Linked DNA regions of Mus musculus: region 1 is linked to region 2. Evidence: chromatin contacts called from public HiChIP or PLAC-seq data. All regions are on one chromosome and are shown on one strand. Each heading gives the region's core, a stretch centred on a gene start, on an enhancer-like site or on the middle of the called end of the contact. The rest is flanking DNA. Distances are from core to core; before and after follow the strand shown. Region 1 has its middle 35 kb from the start of Camk2d. Region 2 overlaps Arsj (arylsulfatase J).

The links. HiChIP or PLAC-seq counts read pairs in DNA pulled down with a chosen protein or histone mark.
Region 1: an HNF4G HiChIP or PLAC-seq map of pancreatic cancer cells shows a contact between it and region 2. The contact joins two enhancer-like sites. A contact is called at or near these places in 1 of 39 promoter capture datasets (stem cell-derived epiblast-like cells) and 3 of 115 datasets of contacts at active chromatin or transcription factors (embryonic stem cells, large pre-B cells and pancreatic cancer cells).

Annotation. Positions count from the first base shown.
Region 1 is chr3:126,559,945-126,564,284 of GRCm38.p6, forward strand. No RefSeq gene overlaps it. Among named protein-coding and RNA genes, the nearest start is that of Camk2d, 35 kb to the right of the region's middle. Within about 2 kb of position 1,332, at least 12 of the 459 cell types and tissues checked have an H3K27ac peak or open chromatin away from gene starts, as enhancers often do. A contact at or near this core is called in pancreatic cancer cells, where this site is marked.
Region 2 is chr3:126,383,543-126,387,794 of GRCm38.p6, forward strand. The region is part of intron 1 of Arsj (arylsulfatase J); the gene reads left to right. It overlaps Gm35351 (a long non-coding RNA gene), which reads right to left. Exons shown (of 3, transcript XR_376048.3): 3 at 3,691-3,804. Among named protein-coding and RNA genes, the nearest start is that of Gm35408, 5.4 kb to the left of the region's middle. Within about 2 kb of position 1,624, at least 131 of the 459 cell types and tissues checked have an H3K27ac peak or open chromatin away from gene starts, as enhancers often do. A contact at or near this core is called in pancreatic cancer cells, where this site is marked.

The DNA of each region.
Region 1 (4,340 bases), core at 82-2,581, 180 kb after region 2:
CGTTACCTCTTTAGCAGACAATTATCCCTCCCATCTTCTTAGTGTATCCTCAGGAGAATTTGCTTTCCAGGGGATTGGCCTCATAGCCAGATGATCATCCTGGCCCAGACGCATTAACTCTTAAGAGAAGGGACAGTAATATGCAATGTTCTAATCTTTGGGTCAGATCAGAATGTCATTTGGGGGGCTGGAGAGATGGCTCAGCAGTTATGAGCACTGACTGCTTTTTCAGAGGTCCTGGGTTCAATTCTTAGCAACCACATTGTGGCTCACAACCATCTGTAATATAATCTGATGTCCTCTTCTAGTGTGTCTGAAAATATCTACAGAATATTCACATATATTAAATAAATCTTTTTAAAAATGTCATTTTTCTGCCTAGAAGTAGAATTCATATTTCATTCTTTGGACCAGAAAGAAGCAGTTCCCCTAGGCACCCAATAGGATCACTAAGCCCTAAAACCTTCACCTTTTTATTGTGGATGGGAGTTTGAGTCCAAAGCAAATCATGAAGGGACTTGTCCATCCCCAGTGGCCTCTGAACTTGCTGATGCCCATCGAACTTCTTAGCACAATGATGAAAAACTCTGTTCCTCCCAGTCATGAGAAATTAACATAAGATGTATTATCTTTTCTAACAAAGAGTTAAATAAGCCAAGAGAATCTCCAATGTTTTAAAGAGTCACCATTTGTTAAAATGCCCTCTTGGGTGAGCAGTTTCTATATTCAAAATATTGCTGAGTTTTTATCTCTTCATAGAAACTATACCATTCTATATTAACTCATGGTGCAAAAATGTTCAGGCTGAGCTCTGACCACTTAAGTGAGGCATAGGGCCCTTGCACTAGCTGTAACATCTTAGCCGATTTCCTGCTAGGTGTGCTTGCTTGCCTGAATTTTCACAGCTTCACTTTTCTACACAAGGAAAACTTCTTGCCTTGCAAGATTACTTCTGTGTGTGTGCTCATTTTTATGAGACCTCAGACCCATTTCCTCTCTGCCTCTCTCTGTAAGTGAAGACAAAGGGAAACCATTTAACTAGACCATTCTGTGGCTAGAAAAAAACAGTTTATTGGGAAACAAACTGCTTAGCCGTCACAGAGAGTAGAGAACAGCAGGCTTGCTTGTTTCATTGGGAAGTTAGTGGTAGCAGGAGAAGGCACATGGGCCAGAACAACCTGGTGGTTAGAATGGAGACTTTAATCTGTTGTGGGCTATTTGAGTTATTTGGGAGCTAGATGATTTTGCCTGAGGTAGTTGACCATGTAGGAAGTAGTGACTTTCCTGGTAAACAAAACCCATCTTGTGCGATCCCTGAGGCATGTCGAGGTTAATTTCCTGTTTAACTAATAACAATCTTTCTATTTACCCAGTCAGAGTCATACCTGGGTTAGGCCCAGGCTATAATCTTAGGACACTGGCAACAGCACTGGAATTTTGGGGGCCTGCTTTGGATCTAACACATCTAACACACATAATCTTCCCTGTCTTTCCATCCTATCTCAATATCACCATACATAATTACGTCTTATTTTCCTAGTTCCTTAATCTATTTTGTGTTGATAAAACAATGCTTCCGACTAGGTAGACCCAGGGAGGAGAAATTTCTTGATTGGGTCATACTTCTTGAGTCTAGTGTCTAGTTGGGGGCTTTCTGACTATTTGAGAGCTACCAAGCCTTTCTCTACGCTTGGTGAGCTTAACTTGGAGAGTTAGGGTGTTTATGGTCAGGGTCACCAAAGCCACCCAGAGACAGTGGTTTCCTACTCATTGTCTCAGACTCAAAAAGGAACAAGAAGTTATTGGAGGGATCATAACTTTATCTAGGGAACATGCAGAAGATTCCTGCCCAGTGTTCTTTGAGACGTACTGTGGGAACTAAATGGAGACTGAGGTCTGCTGTAGGAGTGTCTCTTTGTTTGTTATAATAGCATTTAGTATTGAACCCAGGGCCTTGTGCAAGTTTATCAAAGATTCTTCCGCTGAGCTGTGTCTGTGTTGGGACTGATTGGTTTTGAGTGCATCATGACTGACCCAGTAAACAGTCCACACAATGTATGCCTTTCTCCCTCAGTCTAACCTCCCACCAGAGTTACTCATCCATTTAGGAGAGTGGTCACATAGGCTATGTGACTAGCATACAATCCACTGTGGGCCCTGCCCTTGTCACCAAAAAAAGTGCTAACTGGTCTTCAGCACATAGTGGAAGGTGAAGGGGGAAATAGGTTGCAAGAAAGGTCTAACTGGCCCTTTTATAATGGTGTTAATCTCCACAGCGGGGCAGAATCCTTATAATGCAATAACTTCTTAAAGACCTCACTTCCTAATATGATTCCAATGGTAGAAAAGGTTCAGAGAGTGAAAAGGGACAGTCAAACTGTAATGCTTAACAAGATAATTTATTCGTTATATTTATTACTTCATTTAAATGTTCAGGTTGAAAAAGTCTAAAGAGACAATGTTTCCATTTTCCTTTAAGTTGCAAAAATTGGCATGTATATTTGGCCATCTTTACTCCATGGACAGAGCTTTATAAGTCTTGCTTGAATGAAAATAAGTGCTTTTCAAAGGTGGTGACTTTTTAGCGGACCTTAAAGAACATGCACCATCTGCCAAGAAAGGAATTGCTAGATAGAAAAATCACAAGAGTCAGAGGCCTGGAGGAGCACAGGCTTGGTTCAGTGCTGAGTGTCTATTTCAGAGCTAACGACACGTTGACTGGAACAAAGCTTAAAAGGAATAGCTTTCGTGCTGTTCGACTTGATTTTTTTACGGTCTGGAGAGCACTAGATGTTTTTCAAGAAGTCGGTAGCACGTTTCAAAGAAAAAAAATTGCTACTTATAAACAGGAAGAAAAGAGAAAAATAAAGATAACAGAAGGACAGAAGAGATCATTTTGGTGGTTTGAATAGAAATGCTCCCCCTCTGGGTCATCGTCTTAAATATGTGATTACCAGGGAGTGGCACAAATGTGTCACTGGGAATGGGATCTGAGGTTTCAAGAAGCCATTCCAAATCCAGAGTCTCTCTCTCTTTCTGCTGCTTGCAGATCCAGATGCAGAACTCTCAGCTACTTCTCCTCCATCATGTCTGCCTACATACCACCATGCTCCCCACCTTGATGAGTATGGACTAAACCTCTGAAACTCTAAGCCAGCCCCAGATAAATGTTTTCCTTTATAACAGACGGCATTACCGTTGTGTCTCTTCATAGCAATAAAACACTGACTGAGATAGCCAATTAAACAGATATTCAAATAGCAACAGTAATAATATTTTAGGTAAAATCACATCTGAAATTTTTTTCCTGTAATTACTGAAAATCCCTCCCACTAACCAACAGCGTATACCTTTTGTTAAACACGCATTATTTTGAATTCCCATTTGGCTCCTGTATTTAAGCTTAAGCTAAGTATGAACAACAGTTGATTCTCCACTCCTTCTACGTTTTTATACATCTGTCTGTACTACATCTAAATTTCTATTATCTGGAGATACCAGTAAGCATCACATGTATTAACCTAGTGCCTATTGTAATTGATATAATTCTCTTCTTAGTATCAGACTTCTCTTTATACTTCTGGCATGATAAACTTCCAGTCACAATTACAAGAAATATAATTTTATCATTTGTGTTTTGCCAAAGTAAAGAATTTATTTACTGAGCACAGTATAATCCATTTGATTTGCCAAAGAAATTCTAGGCAACTACACTCTGTTCAGGGCCTGTATGAAGTGAAACCCAGTCAGCCAGGACATCTGCTCCTGTCTGTCCTACAACTTCAGCAGACTTCATTTTATCATCATCCACATCAGACAGGACAGCAACAGCCAGAACAACCTAAGGAAAGAGGCCAGGGAACTGAGCAGTGTGTGTAAGGGACAGTCCCAGACAGTTAATTGGGATATAAGTCAAGTTGGATCAAATCGATGGCTGGCAACTAGCCACAGATGTTGTCTAGAGTCAGGAAAGACACTGAAGGCAACATAGGCACTGGAACAGCATCTGAGGCCTGGGACCTAAGCCAGAAGTCACCACAGTCCTGTCCCTTAGAGAGTTTCTCAGATATACAGATCTAGGAAGGACACGGACACTTCTTAATAAAGTGACATTTAAATAGAAACAAGGAGGAAACGGAGATGCACGTCATGGCCTGGCCATCTCTATTCTCAAGAGAGGAAATAATTGGTGTAATTAGGTAACGACTTGGTGAGAAGCAGATGGTAAAAGCCATCAATGCGGAAGCCACACTGAGGGAAATGCAGGGCAGGGCTGGGGAGCTCAGAGTTCTGGAACAGAGAAGACTCTGAGGATCAGAGGCCCAGCTTTTGAGTTCAGT
Region 2 (4,252 bases), core at 374-2,873:
TCAGGACTCCTGGGTCATTGTTTCAAATCTTCTGGATTTAAAAAAAAATGTTTAGGGAGAGAAGTTGCCAAGTTAATGCAATAAATGAATGAAACATTGAGCTTGCAATCATGATCCAGATATAGGCATCAAAAAGAGTTAGAAAATGTAAAAATGATAACACATCAGTATCAGAAGCAGAGAACACCAGGCTCTTAAACATGTATTTTATTATGAAATGTCTTTGTTTTACTTGTTCAAAGTATCATTTAAATAGAGATATTAAAGATAAGATAGTTAAATAACAATCTTTTTTCATATTTATATTATATATAGCATTTTGTAATTAAACCGTTTTGAATTCATTTCATTCATGAAATGATACACTTTAGAACAGTTTCAAATTTGTCACACCAGCAAACACATGAATCATTAATGTTTCCTCTGGTAGCAGCAACACAAAGCCTTTGCAACTGCATGGTCTGGAGGGGAACCTTGGAGACACATGCTGGCAAAGGAGCTGGAGAAGGCTAAGCGAGGGCCAATTTTCCCTTCTAGGTAGAGGTGGCAAAAGCTTCATTGGCGATAATGGGCAAACTCTTCCAAGGGAAAAGGCTTGTTGATTATCTGTGACTATCCGTTACTCATGCTCACTCCTTCTCTCTCCTGTCTGGCAAGAATTAGGTGCCATGCACATGTATGAAAATAGCCTTGTCTGCCACTTTTATTTTACCATCGCCTCATCGTGGTTTCCTGGTTCCTTTATTTAAAAAGAAAAATTATTTGAGTACACCATTGCTCTCTTCAGACACACCAGAAGAGGGTATAAGATCCCATTATTGATGGCTGTGAGCCACCATGTGGTTGTTGGGAATTGAACTCAAGACCTCTGAAAGGGCAGGCTTAACCACCGAGCCACCCCTCCAACCTGGCTTCCTTGTTCCTTAAGTCCTATGAATGCACTGCTGAACATGAAAAGGGACCTGTTGAAGAAAACTAAAATAGTGAAAGAAAAATAGCAACAATGTTACAAACTGAGAACAAACCAACAGCTGCGCTAATGGGCTAGAATGCTATTTAATGGTGGGTCCCCAGAACCTTGGAATACAAGCAAGAGAAGCTAAAACTTTCACAGAGAAAGTTCTGCTTAGGGGATGGGGTGTCGTGACATTAACCCGATCCACGAGAACCACAATGTGAAGTGGAGAACAACTCTAAACAAGGCCATTTGGCTTCATGTGTTTATCTCATCTTTCAGAGAAAAAGAAAATTCCTGTGATAATACGCTGCCAAGTAAACACATTCTGATGGAATAGTTAATCCTGCGCGGGCTGTAGTTGCCAAATGGCCTAAAAATCCACAGTGAATTAGCATAAAGTAAGATACAGCAGCTGCTTGAAAGCCATTGTTTAAATGCCACACGTGGCCACTGTGATCTTTTTAAGGGAAGTAATAATGGGACTGAGATTGTCCTAATAGATCTTTTTAAGTTTAGAAAAGATAAAACAGGAAAACCGTCTCATACTGGTTCTCTCTTGCTCTGACAAAAAATTCTGTCTCCACTGAGACCAGGAAGTTATTCACAAGTTTACATACTTCCCTCAGGTTCAGATAGCTGAAGGTCTGCAACGGCCCTTATGCTCTGACTCAGATTTGGCTACATGATTCAGTGCTGAGAATATGAGTCACCACATCTGAGCCTGTGCATCTGAAACATTAAACAGAAGGTTTTTTAAAAAAGAAACGGCCTGTCTGTTTAGAGGCTGGACTGCTAACGAGTGAGTATGCTGAACAGAGCCTGAACAGAAATTAGTTCTCCCGCAGTCTACGACTGGATGATGTGGTTATGTGCCATCGAGCCACTCAGCACAATCCCCACAGCAACTGGTGGCATAACACTTAATTTCACAATGTTTGCCTGAAAAAGAAATGTTCTGCTCAGAGTTCCGATCATAATGAAATTTTTATTATGTTTTAAATTGCCAAACAGAAGATCATTAAACCAGCCAGCCACCGCACCACGCATACACTCTGTAAGCTTTGACTCTAGGTTTTTAAAAATGCTGGTGGGTTAGAAAAGGAGAAAGTGTGGTAACCAAGTGAGGGCTTTAGCCTAAAGCACAGGAAAGAGTGACTGCTATGGAACTAGCCAGGTCAAAGGCTCAAAAGGAAGGCGTTCTCAAGATGGACCCACAGATTAGTGAAATTAAGCAGTTAAATCAATCAGAAAAGTGAATTTGAACCACAGAAGTGAAGCCTGTTTGAAATATTACTTAACCTTGAAAATGTAAGCCATTGTCTGTCTTCTTCTCCAGTTCCCTGTATCAGTTCATATCTACAGAGAAAAGCAACCAATCTTTAATGTAGGAACTAGTTTGTATCAAGGTATGGAGTCTGAAGATATATATATATATATACATATATGTATATATGTGTGTATATATATATGTGTGTGTGTTTGTGTGTGTTTGTGTATATATATATATAAATAATTATCTTATGACTGTTTAAGGGAATTTATTATAACTACATATATTAATTTCCATACATGTAGATAAACATGAAGTCATATATGATCATTAGTCATAACACGGATGAGACTTTGTATTGCTGGAATGCACATAAGTTTTTGACTTAGGGTTTCATTGTTGTGAAGAGACACAATGACCAAATCAACTCTAGTTTTTGTCTTAGGGTTTCATTGTTGTGAAGAGACACGATGACCAAGTCAACTCTTATAAAGGACAACATTTAATTAGGGCTGGCTTATAAGTTTCAGAGGTTCAGTACATTATCATCATGGCAGAAAGCATGGCAGCCTGCAAGCAGCCATGATACAGGAGAAGGACATAAGAGTTCTACATCCTGATCCAAAGGCATCCAGAAGGAGGCTTTCTTCTACACTGGACAGAACTTGAGCACTAAGGAATCTCAAAGCCTGCCAACACAATTACACACTTGCTCCAAAAAGGCCACACCTATTCCATTAAGACTACATTGCTAATAGTGCCACTTCTCATGGGCCAAGCATATTGAAACCACCATAGTTTTTAAACACTGGTTGTTACTTTTATATATCTCTTGCCCACTAGACTCTATTTTTTTTGTTGTTTTGTTTTTTATAAAGTAGTGTCTTAAGCATAGAAGCATTCAATACAGTGGTGGTCCTGATGTGGGAATTTTCCTGGACAAGTACCCTGATACCGAGGCGAGTGCAGTAAAGGTGGACCGAAGCCAGGACAGGTCCTGAAAGGCTTCAAAGATGGGTCCAGTTTATATCCTCATATTATATCCTAAAGCTACAAGGTGGGGAACTGCAAGTAAGCAAGATCTTACAGAAGCCTATCTGGAAGTCAGCAGGTTGTTAAGGGCAATGACCTATTGACTCAGCTATGTCTCTACATCGTTCTTTTTGAGGTAGAAAAGAGAAGTCAGGCTTGTTAAATAGGCAGTACAAGCAGTGCTTTGCATAAAATCACTAAATAAATCAATCTCTTATAACCGGTCTCTTCTCCTTTATTCTACTTCAGTCTCTTTCTCCCACTCCTCCTCTCATTCTTACTCCCTCCCTCCTCTCTTTTTGCCCCTCCCCCTACAGTATTTGGAAGGAGGGACTCTGATGAAGAGGCTCCAGGTAGTACCAACTGCTGGAATGCATCTCTAACTAGATCCCAGGCAACCTCTGGCTGCATTTATAATTTTCCATATGCTGGCTTACCGTTTCTTTGTTAATGGTTCTCCAAACAGCAAAGAGGTTTGGAAGGATTCGCTGCACTTGCATATGTCGTTGTGCACTATGAAGTTGCTTTGCTTGGGTGACTAACCCTGGAATATAAAATGGTAATTGCTAAGTCTTAACATGGAAGATGCTATCCAGATAGGATGTCAGGTCCGTGTTGGGACGCTGCATGTTACTTACTCATAAAAGTTTTAAGATTGCCATTTCATCATAAAACTAATGGAGGTACTTAAGCCTTGCAGGGGGAAAAAAAACTTTAGCTTGGTTTTAATGGGTTTTTGCTTTTTCCTCACGTAAGCAGTTTATAATCTTTTTTGCAATTTACTGTTTCTTGTTTTAAAAATCATTTTTAAAAGTATTTTATAAAACAAATTGTTGTGTTCAGTATGTAAAGGGAAATCAGTTCTGCTGTATGAAAGCATATTTGTGCACTGGATTACATGTCTGTGCTGAAGAGTAAGAACATGCAGAGTCCTCTGTTGTCTTAGATGGACCACCATGCAAAGGTTGACTTAAGAGTCTTCAACACAACAG